Regions from separate parts of the Mus musculus genome. Here regions 2 and 3 are each linked to region 1. A link is a contact called in public HiCAR-type and Micro-C data. All regions are on one chromosome and are shown on one strand. Each heading gives the region's core, a stretch centred on a gene start, on an enhancer-like site or on the middle of the called end of the contact. The rest is flanking DNA. Distances are from core to core; before and after follow the strand shown. Region 1 overlaps Cnbd2 (cyclic nucleotide binding domain containing 2). Region 2 holds the start of Epb41l1 (erythrocyte membrane protein band 4.1 like 1). Region 3 overlaps Epb41l1 (erythrocyte membrane protein band 4.1 like 1).

The links. Hi-C and Micro-C count contacts between places; a contact is called where the count stands out from the background. HiCAR-type assays count read pairs that join an accessible place to other places.
Region 2: a Micro-C map of embryonic stem cells shows a contact between it and region 1, with 2.7 times the contacts expected there. The contact joins the promoter of Epb41l1 here to the enhancer-like site in region 1. A contact is called at or near these places in 1 of 39 promoter capture datasets (cranial neural crest), 1 of 15 datasets of contacts at CTCF or cohesin (the NIH/3T3 cell line), 2 of 484 Hi-C or Micro-C datasets (the N1E-115 cell line and embryonic stem cells), 4 of 115 datasets of contacts at active chromatin or transcription factors (embryonic stem cells and pancreatic cancer cells) and 3 of 9 other capture datasets (adipose tissue, liver and pancreatic islet).
Region 3: a contact with region 1 is called in a HiCAR-type map of embryonic stem cells, with 4 times the contacts expected there. The contact joins two enhancer-like sites. A contact is called at or near these places in 6 of 39 promoter capture datasets (the C10 cell line, the HPC-7 cell line, cranial neural crest and 3 more), 5 of 484 Hi-C or Micro-C datasets (the N1E-115 cell line, cerebral cortex, embryonic stem cells and 2 more), 5 of 115 datasets of contacts at active chromatin or transcription factors (embryonic basal ganglia, embryonic stem cells and pancreatic cancer cells) and 1 of 9 other capture datasets (adipose tissue).

The regions. Positions count from the first base shown.
Region 1 is chr2:156,343,635-156,347,598 of GRCm38.p6, reverse strand. All of the region lies in intron 8 of Cnbd2 (cyclic nucleotide binding domain containing 2), which reads right to left. It also overlaps the pseudogene Gm14253. Among named protein-coding and RNA genes, the nearest start is that of Scand1, 33 kb to the right of the region's middle. Within about 2 kb of position 2,513, at least 50 of the 459 cell types and tissues checked have an H3K27ac peak or open chromatin away from gene starts, as enhancers often do. A contact at or near this core is called in embryonic stem cells, where this site is marked.
Region 2 is chr2:156,418,323-156,422,369 of GRCm38.p6, reverse strand. It overlaps Epb41l1 (erythrocyte membrane protein band 4.1 like 1), which reads right to left and starts at 1,279. Exons shown (of 25, transcript NM_001368800.1): 1 at 1,071-1,279.
Region 3 is chr2:156,444,951-156,448,875 of GRCm38.p6, reverse strand. The region is part of intron 2 of Epb41l1 (erythrocyte membrane protein band 4.1 like 1); the gene reads right to left. Among named protein-coding and RNA genes, the nearest start is that of Epb41l1, 26 kb to the right of the region's middle. Within about 2 kb of position 1,290, at least 85 of the 459 cell types and tissues checked have an H3K27ac peak or open chromatin away from gene starts, as enhancers often do. A contact at or near this core is called in embryonic stem cells, where this site is marked.

The sequences.
Region 1 (3,964 bases), core at 1,264-3,763:
TCGTATGGCAGCTGATGACGTAGAAGAGTACATGATTGAGCGGCCAGAGCCAGAATTCCAGGACCTAAATGAAAAGGCACGGGCACTTAAACAGATTCTCAGTAAGATTCCCGATGAGATCAATGACAGAGTGAGGTTTCTGCAGACAATCAAGGATATAGCTAGTGCAATAAAAGAACTACTTGATACAGTGAATAATGTCTTCAAAAAATATCAGTACCAGAACCGCAGGGCACTTGAACACCAAAAGAAAGAATTTGTAAAATACTCCAAAAGTTTCAGTGACACTCTAAAGACTTATTTTAAAGATGGCAAGGCAATAAATGTGTTCATAAGTGCCAACCGGCTAATTCATCAAACCAACTTGATACTTCAGACCTTCAAAACTGTGGCCTGAAAGTTGTATATGTTAAGAGATGTACTTCTCAGTGGCAGTATTAAACTGCATTTATCTGTAAATTTTAAAGTTTGACTGTATAAATTATCAGTCCCTCCCGAGGGACCTAATCCAGGATGTTGAATGGGATTATTGCCATCTTACACCATATTTTTGTAAAATGTAGCTTAATCATAATCTCACACTGAAGATTTTGCATCACTTTTGCTATTATCATTCTTTTAAGAATTATAAGCCAAAAGAATTTACGCCTTAATGTGTCATTATATAACATTCCTTACAAGAACTGTAAATATTGGTGTTTGTTTCTGACATTTTAACTTGAAAGTGATATGCTGCAAGATAATGTATTTAACAATATTTGGTGGCAAATATTCAATAAATAGTTTACATCTGTTAAACATTTCTTTACTTGAAAAAAGATGCATATATATATGTGTGTGTGTATATATGATCAGAAGACCAAGACAACTTGGTATAATGTTAAAGATCTTCTAATGGGAGCTTACTAGCAGTTTATCAAAAAATAAAGGAACGAGAATTCCAAAAACAAAAAAAAAGAAAAGAAAAGAAAAGAAAAAACAAAAACAAAAAAAAACCCAAAACCAAAACCAAAAAAAAAAAAAACAAAAACAAAAAAACAGACCTATGATTCTGGCTGGAAGGTGGGGTAGGCATAGGTGGAACTGGGTGGCTTTAGGACAGTACAGTTATTATATATCACACTAGGTTGATACTTGCCAATACCCATAGGCTGTCCAACACCAGGAGGGTGTCCTGGAATGCGCTATATAGCCCAGGCTGGCCTCAGTTTTGAATCAATCTTCTGATGTCAGTGTCTCAGGTGCTTGGACTGCAAGAGCACAGACATACACCACTGCACCTGGATGAGACTCTGATTTATTGGGGTTTTTTGTTTTTGTTTTTGTTTTGTTTTGTTTTGTTTTGTTTTGTTTTGTTTTGTTTTGTTTTTTGAGGCCATGTCTCATAGCCAACGATGACTCCCAACTCCCTAGATAGCTAAGGATGACGCTGAACCCCTGTGTCTACCTCCGGATGGTAGGATTACATAGAGCGGCCACTGTACCTGACAGAACTTGTGTCTCATGAGCTCCCAACTATGGCTGCCGGCTGGGCTGGGCCCTGTTTAGAAGCCCTGGGGTGGCAGATGAACATTAACCAAGGATGCTTTAAAAAAAGTTATTTTTTTAAAAGACTTATTATTTTTTGATTGCACACAGATGCACTTGTGCAAAGGTGTGTGTGTGTGAGTGTGTGTGTGTTTGTGTGTGAATTCAGTTGCCATCTGAGGCTAGAAGAATGTATCACATACCCTGGAGCTGGAGTTACAGGTGGTTGGTAGCCTTCATAAGAACAGTACATGTTCTTAATAGCCGAACCATCTCTCTAACACACCTTCTGTTTTTTTTTTTTTTTTTTTCTTTTTTTGGTTTTTCGAGGCAGGGTTTCTCTGTGTAGCCCTGGCTGTCCTGGAACTCACTCTATAGACCAGGCTGGCCTCGAACTCAGAAATCTGCCTGCCTCTGCCTCCCGAGTGCTGGGATTAAAGGCGTGCACCACCATGCCCGGCTCACACACCTTCTTTAAAATTAAAAAAAAAAAAAAGATTTTGAACATTAAACTATTGCAAGACTTTTTGAATGAGTGGTCCCATTTTTTGTTTGTTTGTTTTTGTTTTGTTTTGTTTTGTTTTGTTTTAACCAGACAGGGTTTCTCTGTGTAGACCTGGCTATCCTGAAACTCACTCTGTAGACCAGGCTGAACTCAGAGTTCTGCCTGCCTCTGCCTCCCGAGTGCCTGAGATTAAAGGCGTGTGCCACCACGCCCGGCCGTGAGTGGTCCCATTTTACAGATGAATAATGGAGGTGAGAACAGAATGAAAGCCATTCCAGTGGCCCTGGGTGGTCCTGTAACCTCAGCCTTCCAAGCCTGAGGCAGAGAACATGAAGTTTAGCATAGTCAGTCCCCCGAACCTGTAGAGTCCGGAAGCCAATCATTTCAATTCCTGCTCTTGCAGCAAAGGTGCTGGGGCTCTTTGGGTCCCACTGGTGGATGTGCTGGTTCCCACAGGCTGGGAAGTGCTGGTTAGCTGCTTGTTTACTGTGGGCAAGGGCTGTGAGAGTGGCTTCCTCCTTCGCCTGAGTATCGGGCATTTGCAGTTCAGAATCTGCCTCGGCAGCTTTCCCCACCCCTCCAGCCCTCCACCAATCTGCTACCTACTTAACTAACAGGCCTGAGATAAATCCCCTTTTGCTCTGGTGATAGCCAGCCTTAATCCCTTTGGGAGAGGGGCCTGGCCCGGGAAGAACAACACTCCCCCCAGTGGTGCTGATAAGTTTAACAATGGAGAAACGTGCACTTTCCCCAGGCACACAAATGTTACCACATAAGGGGTGCATTAGGCCCCCGCATGGGGCATAGGAATTCTCAACAGTGGAGACAGGAGGATGAAGAGTTCAAGGCCACCTTGGGCTACAAATAGATGCCCTGTCTCCAAAATAAGACTGGCAGATGTTAGAAAATGTATAATTAATATAAACTATCTTTTAAGGGGGCATGGGGGTGTATCTCAGTGGTAAATACACCCGTGGTTCAATCCTTGGCATGACAAAAATAGGGGGTGCCAACACTACTCATATTGAATAAAATACGCACACTTATTAGAAATTCCCTAGTGAGTTTTAAAAAAATCCCAAAAGCCATCTCTCAGTCTCACATGAGGCTTCCTCTTGAGAGGGCCTCATGCCACAGCATGGATGTGGAGGCCAGAGGACAGCTTGGGATTGGTTCTCAACATCCACCGTGTCAATGAATCCCAGGGATTGAACTCAGGTCATCAGGCTTGGCGGCAAGCTCCTTTGCTCACTGAATCATATTGCTGGCCCCAAGATCCTTTTTGTATTTGATTTTTTCCTCATAGAACACCATGGCCCCAGGTTACTGAAGGCACGAATCATTTTTTAGATTTTAGGCAAGAGAACTTTCCAAGCTCAGGAATTCCTGGTTTGTCCCACCGGCCTGGTTTTTTTTTTGTTTGTTTGTTTTTTGTTTTTTGTTTGTTTTTCGGGTTTTTTTGTTTGTTTGTTTTGTTTTTGAGGCAGTGTTTCTCTGTGTAGCCCTGGCTGTCCTGGAACTCACTTTGTAGACCAGGCTGGCCTCAAACTCAGAAATCCGCCTGCCTCTGCCTTCGGAGTGCTGGGATTAAAGGCGTGCGCCACCACACCCGGCCCACCGGCCTGTTTTGACCTCCCCCTATTGATCTCCAAAAGATCTGGTTCATTTGTCTCCTCTCACACTCTCTGCCCTGTCGAGCAAGCGTTTTCCTACCGGGTCTTCAGAGGATGACCACTTGGTATGCAGCAGACACTTGAAATAGTATGCATTTAATTAGTATTCATTAAGTGTCCTGTCCCGCCCTTTTCTTAATCACTCCACTGGTGGGAGGGGTCTCTGTCATTTCCATTTGATGTTTGTGAAGTCACAACGGAATGGAAATGTTTTCTGGAGTCCCTTTCCCAAATCTGTCTGTTGTTACATCATGGCTGC
Region 2 (4,047 bases), core at 30-2,529, 76 kb before region 1:
TCTTCATCAGTAAAATGTACAAATGCACCTAAATGCACAAGAAATATACAGGGAGAATGCACACACTCACCCAGACTAGACATGCATGCAGTGCCCAAAACATGGGGGAAGAGATACAGAAACACATCTCTCTCAAAGTATGAAGACCTTCTGAGAGGGGATTCCTTGGAGTGGGGCGCTGGCCATTTAAGATAGTGATCAGTTTTACTAGTCTTTGTAGGGTACCTAGGCTGCTGCCCTTCCGAACAGTGTCCAGGGTGAGGGTGGAGGGTACCTAACCAGGCTGGGCTGTAGCTGGCCAGGGTGATGGTCGTTACACAGCAAGGAAACATATCACAGAACCCCGCTGAGGGGCCTCTGTTGCTTCTACCCACACCCATGCCTGCGCACAGACACACCCTCTTCACACCTAATCCCCCACCCCACCCCTCACAAACACACACCCGGGATTTGAGCAGGCCACGCCCTCTGCTTCAGCTCAGCTGGGAGCCAGGCTCCACTGGCAGTAGGGCTCTCCCGTACCCCGGGTGTGGCTGCCCACCTGCCAGCAGGGAGTCTCCACTCAGCTAAGACGCCCCCGCCGCTGCTGCTACCCACTTCCTCGGCCAGTGCCGGGCTCCGGGCGACGCCAGCGCCTCGGCTGCCGCCCCCACCCCCTTCCTCCCGGCAGTGCGGAGACAAAGCCGAGCACACGCACACAGGGGCTACGCGGGTGCACACCCGCCCTCACACGCGCACACACACGGGGAGTCACACTGGCGTGCACACAGCGAAACACACACACACGAACACTCACATACACCCGCCATAGGCTTCAGCCACAAGCGAAGCCATCATCAGCATAGGCACACTGCCTCATCCAGATGTACACACTGTTACACATTGGGACACACCCTCTCTAGGCACATCTCCGGATAAGCAAACCAGGGCACACAGACCCTTACCAGATTAGTACACCACCCAGCCCCTTACTCAGATGCACACGCACGTACACACCACTTGCACCGACCCACAGACACACGCGCGTTCACATTAAACGCACACCCGGAGATGTGGACCCCGACACGTACCCGCAAAGACACGAATCGTAGCTTCGGCCACGCACGTCCTCCAGCACGCGAGCTCGGGACGTAGCAACAGCCTGCTCGGTCTCCGCGCCCTGCTAACCTGGCGGCGGCGGCGCGGCTTCCGGGAGCCGTCTGTCTGTCTGTCTCTGAGTCCCTTCGTCCAGTGGCCGCCCAGGCAGGCTCCAAGACGCTCCGGAGCTGCGCAGAAATGCCCCGCTCGCTCTCTCGCTCGCTCGCTCGTTCGCTCCCTCCCACGGCGCTCAGCCCCCTCCCCGCCCGCTCCGCACACCCCCTCTCCCCCTCTGCCCCGCCCCGCCAGCTCCCTGGGAGGAGGCGGCGGCGATCCGGGCCAGGCAGCGTCCGAAGGGTGTGCGAGTAGCGAGCGCGACCCACTGGCCCCAAGAGCCGAGCTGCCCAGGAGCAGGCGCGTCCGATCCCAGGGAGGGGAACTCGGAGGGGTGTGCGCCCCGCGAGCCCGCGCCGCTGGCTTCCCCCACGTGGGACAGACGCCCACCAGAGCCTAGGCAGAGCTCAGAGGCCGAGGCGAGCAGCGGGACCACGAAGACGAGACTCTCCACGGAGCCTCCTCTCCCTCCAGGTCCCAGCCCCGTGGGCTCGGCCTTACTCCACCTCCTAGAGAGTCGCCACCGGCACCAAGTCTGCTTCACCTCGCCTTTGACTGAGAGCTTGGCGTTCAGGCCGGTAGCCTGGGCTAACCTGGGGGACCAGCAGCACCACTGGCCTCCACTCCCTCCAGCAGGGACCTGGCCGACGCCCACTACCCTTCAGCCTCCCTCCTATTGTTCGGGCGGCCTAAGCTGCGGAGCTGTGGAGGACCACGCAGCTCTTTCCAACCAGTCTGAGGTGGCAGTCCTTTGGCACTCTTTGGAAGCAAGGGCCGAGCCCCTGGTCCCAAGACCCTGGGGACCCACAGGCCCAAGCATGCCCAAAGTCAAGCGTTTCTCTGAATTATGATTATATCCGCCCTGGACCTTACAGGCTCCTGCCGGAAGGTACTGCTTTGAACACACACGTAAAGCTAAGCATAGGAAAAGGACAAAGTAACGAAAACAGTGAACCTAGAATAGTATCCATAGAAGGTAGGGCGTCTATGGGGTTAGCTGAAGAAACTGAGCTTGGGTTCCCAGAGCAAGGGCCAGACCTCAGAAGGCCAGGAATACCAAGCCTCCTTTGTTAGACTTTGAAGGGAAGAAAAGGAAGAAGTAAATGTAAGAACTTACCGGGTTTTATTAGAGGCCTCTGCATGGGTAACAACCTAGGCAAATGACTCCAAAATGTAAACACCTTCACCTCTTGTGACCTTACCTTATCTTAAGTGGTAGCTGGGATCCACCTGAGTCTGCCCCAGGTAGCACAGAATCAAAGGCTAGGCCAGTAATTCTGGTTCTTCACTGCGGTCCCATCTCCTCCTCCCCACCCCCACCACTCTGCTACAGGATGCTAAGAGCAGATTGGAATCAAACAGCTGAATAGATAAATCCAGAAGGGGAGGCCTGGTTTGGACCTCCAGGGACATTGATAAACTGAGAGGACAAAACTAAGGAAACCAAGGCCCTACCTAAGACAGGACTCAGCAGTGCTCACTCAGCCGCTCCACTGCATGGAAGAAATACTTCCATGTCTCATTTCATCTGTACAGTTGCAACAGACGGTAGCCGTGAGCACAAAGTCACTAAGGAGCTTGGAAAGGGGCAGAGGCAGGATCCTGGACGTTGATTTTGAACTCCCATATTTAGCCATCAGGCCAGCCCTGAATGTGAGGTGGCAGTAATTGACCTACTCCAGTCAGCACCCACCATGACAGGATTCTGTTTATGGGTGTTTTCTGTCTCCATGTAGTTTCCTGATACCAAGCACAGACCCTGATTCGGAGACCTAATTTGTTAAACAACTATCTCATGGCATGGGCATGGCTCCGATGCCCTCTGCTCTGGGGCGAGGGACTGTTATCACTGGTTTTAGATGAAGCGGAGGAAATCTGAACTGCTAATCAGATCTGCTGCTGTCAGGAGGAGATAGAGACAGAGAGGAAGAGACAGCGAGAGACAGAGGGGCAGAGAGAACACTGTGGAAACCAGAATAAGTTTCCAGAAGATCTCGACAGGCTTGAAGACTGAGCTGGAACTTACAGAAGGAGCTGCCGTGCAGAATAAGTGTAAGGTATGATCCGGCGAGAAATTTCTATGATCCTACTGTCTGCAGCCACCGGCTACCTGTGGCTACTGCGCAGTTAGGATGTGACCGGTGCACTGAGAAACTTCACACCTAATTTTATGTTCTTTACAGTTAACAGTCACGTGGGGGGCTGGTAACAAGAGTGAGTGTCTCCTTGATATCATCATGCTCAAAACGTGGTCTAGAAGAATCTAGATTAAGAGCAGTTTCCATGAAAATAGATTCAAGATTTTTACTTGACCTTGAGCTCAATAATGCAATGTGGTGTGGCAAGAGGGTGAATACATTCTGTCAACCAAAACTAGAGCTGCAAGCAGCTTCTCCGGTTGCCCTAGAGAGATCCCAGCTGGACCACAGGACTCAACTCTAGACCCCACGTCTGAGAGAGACACTCACACTGAAGCATATCTGAAGGAGGGGACCAGAATGCTGAGGACTTGAGCATCACGTGACATGTGTAAGTGGTCTGGAGAAGGGTGTGGTGGCTGTCTCCAGCCATCTGCAGGCTGTCACCCAAAAAGGAAATGTGATCTGTTCCCTATTACTGTATTTATGTCTACTAAGCAAGACAACATCATCTGTGTGCGTGAACCCTTAGGTCTCCTCTGAAGGATCCACGTGGAACAGATCTGCTGGTTCCCCTCAGCCCCTAGTCCACCCAAGACCTGGCTCATATGAAACATGATTATAGATTCTATGGTAGAATGAATTTGAAGGAATTACATTTAACTCCAGTTGGGTAGACCTTCAGGAGAATGAGTCCATAAAGAACTCTCTAGAGCTG
Region 3 (3,925 bases), core at 41-2,540, 100 kb before region 1:
GCAACCCCAAGTCTGGACAGAGGTCATGAATTCAAGGCTAACCTGAGCTATATAACAATAGCTTTCTCATAAATAGGAGAGTTGCTGGGGTGGGTGGGATGAGGGAATTAAATATGCTGAGACATAAAAGGTAAGGGGCTATAAAGAACTGGAAGAAGCAGTCAGGCCTGGTGACACACGCCTTTAATCTCAGCACTTCACAAAAGCAGACAGATCTCTGACTGAGTGGAGGGCCAGCCTGGTCTACAGAAGAGTTCCAGGACAGCTAGGGCAACACAGAGAAACCCTGTTTCAACTAACAAACAGGGACAGAGCAAGACTTCTAAGTGAGGGGAATAACCTATAAAAAGGTCCTGAGGTGTGGTACCAGCTCAGAGGGAATGCTGGGTAAACATCAGTTTCTGTTTCCTCCTCTGTGTAACGGCCTCCTCGTTCCAGGGCCGGCCAGGAATACCTTCTTCTCATTCCTATTCCTTCTTCCAAGCTGTACATTGTCAAAACCCAAATTCTCTGAGGACAGGAGAGGCAATCTGTATATTCCTGCCTTGTCAGAGAGAGAAACTATGGTCCAGAGAGGGGGCCCAGCTTTCTTGGGGGCTGCAGCAGTGATAAACTGCTCTTCCCCTCCCCCACCCCCTTCCCCCCTAAACTTTGTTGACTACAGATCAGGACCTGGCACCCATGGAGATGCTCAGAAAGTCTGGCTCTCACCAACCATGAGCTGTGTAACTGATTAGGGGAGGGGCCTAGGGGAAGCCCTCCCACCCTGCACACAACTATTTTGAGAGGGCCACAGGACTAAAGGAAGCTACTTCCCAAAGACACTTGGTACTCACTAGGACATTAGCTAATCCTACATTCTGCGGGAAGCCAGTGAGAAGTGAAGTCTTTTTTTTTTTTTTTTTTTTTTTGTCTTATTGAGAACCTAGGACCATCAACATTTCACAGAGAGACATGGTAAAGCTTTAGCTAGAATAAGCAGAGTATGACTGGAGATCACTGAGGCCAGAGCCTCACAAACGAAGAGACTTACGTCCAAGAAAAGACTAGATTTACCCACAGTGACCAGGCTGAGGAAGTGCCCAGCCCAGGTGGAGAAGGTAGCTGAGGGGAGGTTGGGATTTGGGCGGGGGGTCAAGGGCAGGGCAGCTTCCTCTGGCCTGGCCTGCCCCAGCCACAACCTCCTATTGCTCACGGGTGTGGCAAAACCTGCCAAACCAGTCCAGGTGTCAGCGCCAAACGGTGGCAGAGCCCAAAGCTGCAGGAGCAGGCAAGGCAGCAGACAGCAAGAATCTGGGACCGGAAAGAGAGGACAGAGAGGCTCCTCCCAACCTGCCAGCCCAGCCCAGAGGTCTCTTCACCGCCTGGGGTCAGGTTGGTTCTCTCAGCTTTCTATCCCTGGAATGCAGTGAATCAGGATTAACCAGGGCCACTCTCCACGTCCCTCCCCTCCTGGTGGGGACAGACGGCCTTCTGTCTAGCTGTGTCACTATGCAAGAAACCAGAGGTAGGTCTGAGAAATAAGACAGAAGGCAGGGAAGGTGGCAAAATGACAGGAACCACCCTTAGACCCCGTGGGACCAAGAAACTCCTGGTAGGCAAGAAAGGCTTCATTAAAAGGCTGGGCTCCTGTGAGCCTGTGTGTCTCACAGATGTGAAGGGACTGTCTCCTCTCTCAACCCAAATCCTCACATGGCAAATGAAGAGAAGACCAGAGACAAGCATGGACTAGTCTAAGGTCACACAGCAAGACCATGGCAGAGATAGGACCCCACATAAGACTGACTTCCCAGAACACCCCAACTTTTACAGGAGAGGTATTTTTACAAATTCAAAAATCACTCTTCACACCAAGGAACCAAGAGACCCCTTCCTCACTATCCCCGGAAATTCCAGAGACTGGAAGAAAGCTCTATTCATGTCACTACCCAGGCCCTGCCAGTCCCTGAGGGTTACTGCTGTACAAAAATACCATCAACAGCTGGCTTTGTGCCTCACGCTTCCAAAGGCTAGGATGTCTGAGATCAAGGTGGCAGCAGATGTAGTGTCTGCTAAGGACTCTACTTTCTGGCACCTTCCAGCATGTCCCCACATGACAGAAGAACAAGCAGGCTCTCCGGGATCTTTCCTAGGCACAGGTAGGCATGCGCCATTCACAGGGGAGGAGACTTCACCCCCAAGAGCCTCACCTTAAAACCAGCACCCAGAGCTACCAGGCCAGTACTTGACTCCTGGGGACATAAACACAGCATGTGTTTACTCATTCGCTCGCTTCCTGCACTCCAGCATACAGGACACTCCTCGTGTGTGGTGAAAGCCCAAGGAACGGGCAAGTGGCTTAAAGCTCAGCCAAGAAGCAGCCGGGGACAGGGTCCTTTCTGAGGCACAACCATGGAGTTCGGAGTGGGAAAGCAGGAAATAGATAAGAAAAAGAAAATGGGAATCTAGGTGTTGAAAGCTACCTGGCTATGGAACAAACAGAGACACTGTGGGCTCAGCGCTCTCAAGATGCAGGAGAGCTGGTTGCTGCAACCACTCTGAACACACGGACTTCAGGCCAGTGTGCACTTCTGGTATGTGAGTATCAAGCTTTCAAGGCAGGGAGACCCGAGCTGAAAGCATGAGGAGCTATTGGCCTAACCCTCTGCACAAGGGAGCTGCTGCCGCCTCCTGTTTCCCTTAACGACTCTTCAGAAGCGCATGTACTGTGATGGAGAGACACATGATCTGTGAACTGCCAAGTGCCAAACACATATGAAACTACCAACACTAACACGACCATCACTGGCCTCGATGGCCCCACCAGATCTCAATATCTAAATATCAATCACCATCATGGTTCTAACTACTCAGTAGTATAAATCACCTACTATGTGCCAGGCATAGTATTGAGCAAAGAGAGCCAACATAAGAAGGAGCGGTTGAGAGACAGAGAGACAGAGAGAGAGCAGCTTTACTGGGACAGTTGTACAGAGACAGGTTACAGAGAGAGAACAAGCTAGACACAGATGAAGACAGGACAAGCCAGAAAATGAGAAGGAGCCAGAAGATTAGAACAGATTGCTAGAGTTAGCATGAGGCCAAGCAGAGCAATTCAGTCACAAGCCAAGAGAAGCTGGGTTGAATCAGTCAGCTTGGAGAAGGGTTTGAGCCAGAACAGTTGAGTTGAACCAGCCAGCCAGAGTCCAGAAAGAGCTAGAAAGGGCGAGCTTACTCAGCAGTCAGTCTCAGAGGCTTACTAGGCCTAGGTAAGAGTGTTTAAGAGGCTGGAAGCTTCCAGGACTAGGCCTAGGCTGACAGACTGAGGCCAAAAGCCTCAGAGACGACAGTTACATCAGACAAATAGAAGTCACTTTTACAGTTGCCTTTGCTCTCACTCAAGTAAGGACCATCCCTGATTCCACTTCACAGATGGACCAATCAAGGCCTTGAGGGAAGAAGCACCAGACAGAAACTCGCAGTAGCAGAATGAGGTCTCCACGCAGGCCTGAGTCTGGACGGGGCACAGGCTCCATACTCCACTGCTCGGGAAGACGCCCACCATTGCATTAAAGTAACTCCCTCATTAATGAGGTCACCTCACTGACTCTTGCAATAGTGAACGCTGAAGAGGACGCAACTGGGTGGATGGGGCCAGTCCACTGTCCACCAGGCCGGCCACGGGGCTGTGCTTTCTGTCCGCCAGGCCCAGTTAGCTGTCTTCCTCCTGGGAAGTAGCTGCCTTGCTTTCCCCAGGTCTGGGCTCCCACACGGGCACCCACAGCTCTCGGGTGCACCTCCCAGCACCAAGCACATTATCTCAGTTGTCTGTCAGAGTCTCTGGACTACTGGAAGAAAGAGACGGTTGTTCGTGTTAAATGGCACATCCCCAGTGGCTGTGCAAATGGTAGGAAAGGTATTCAGTCAAGCCTTCCGGAAGCAAAGG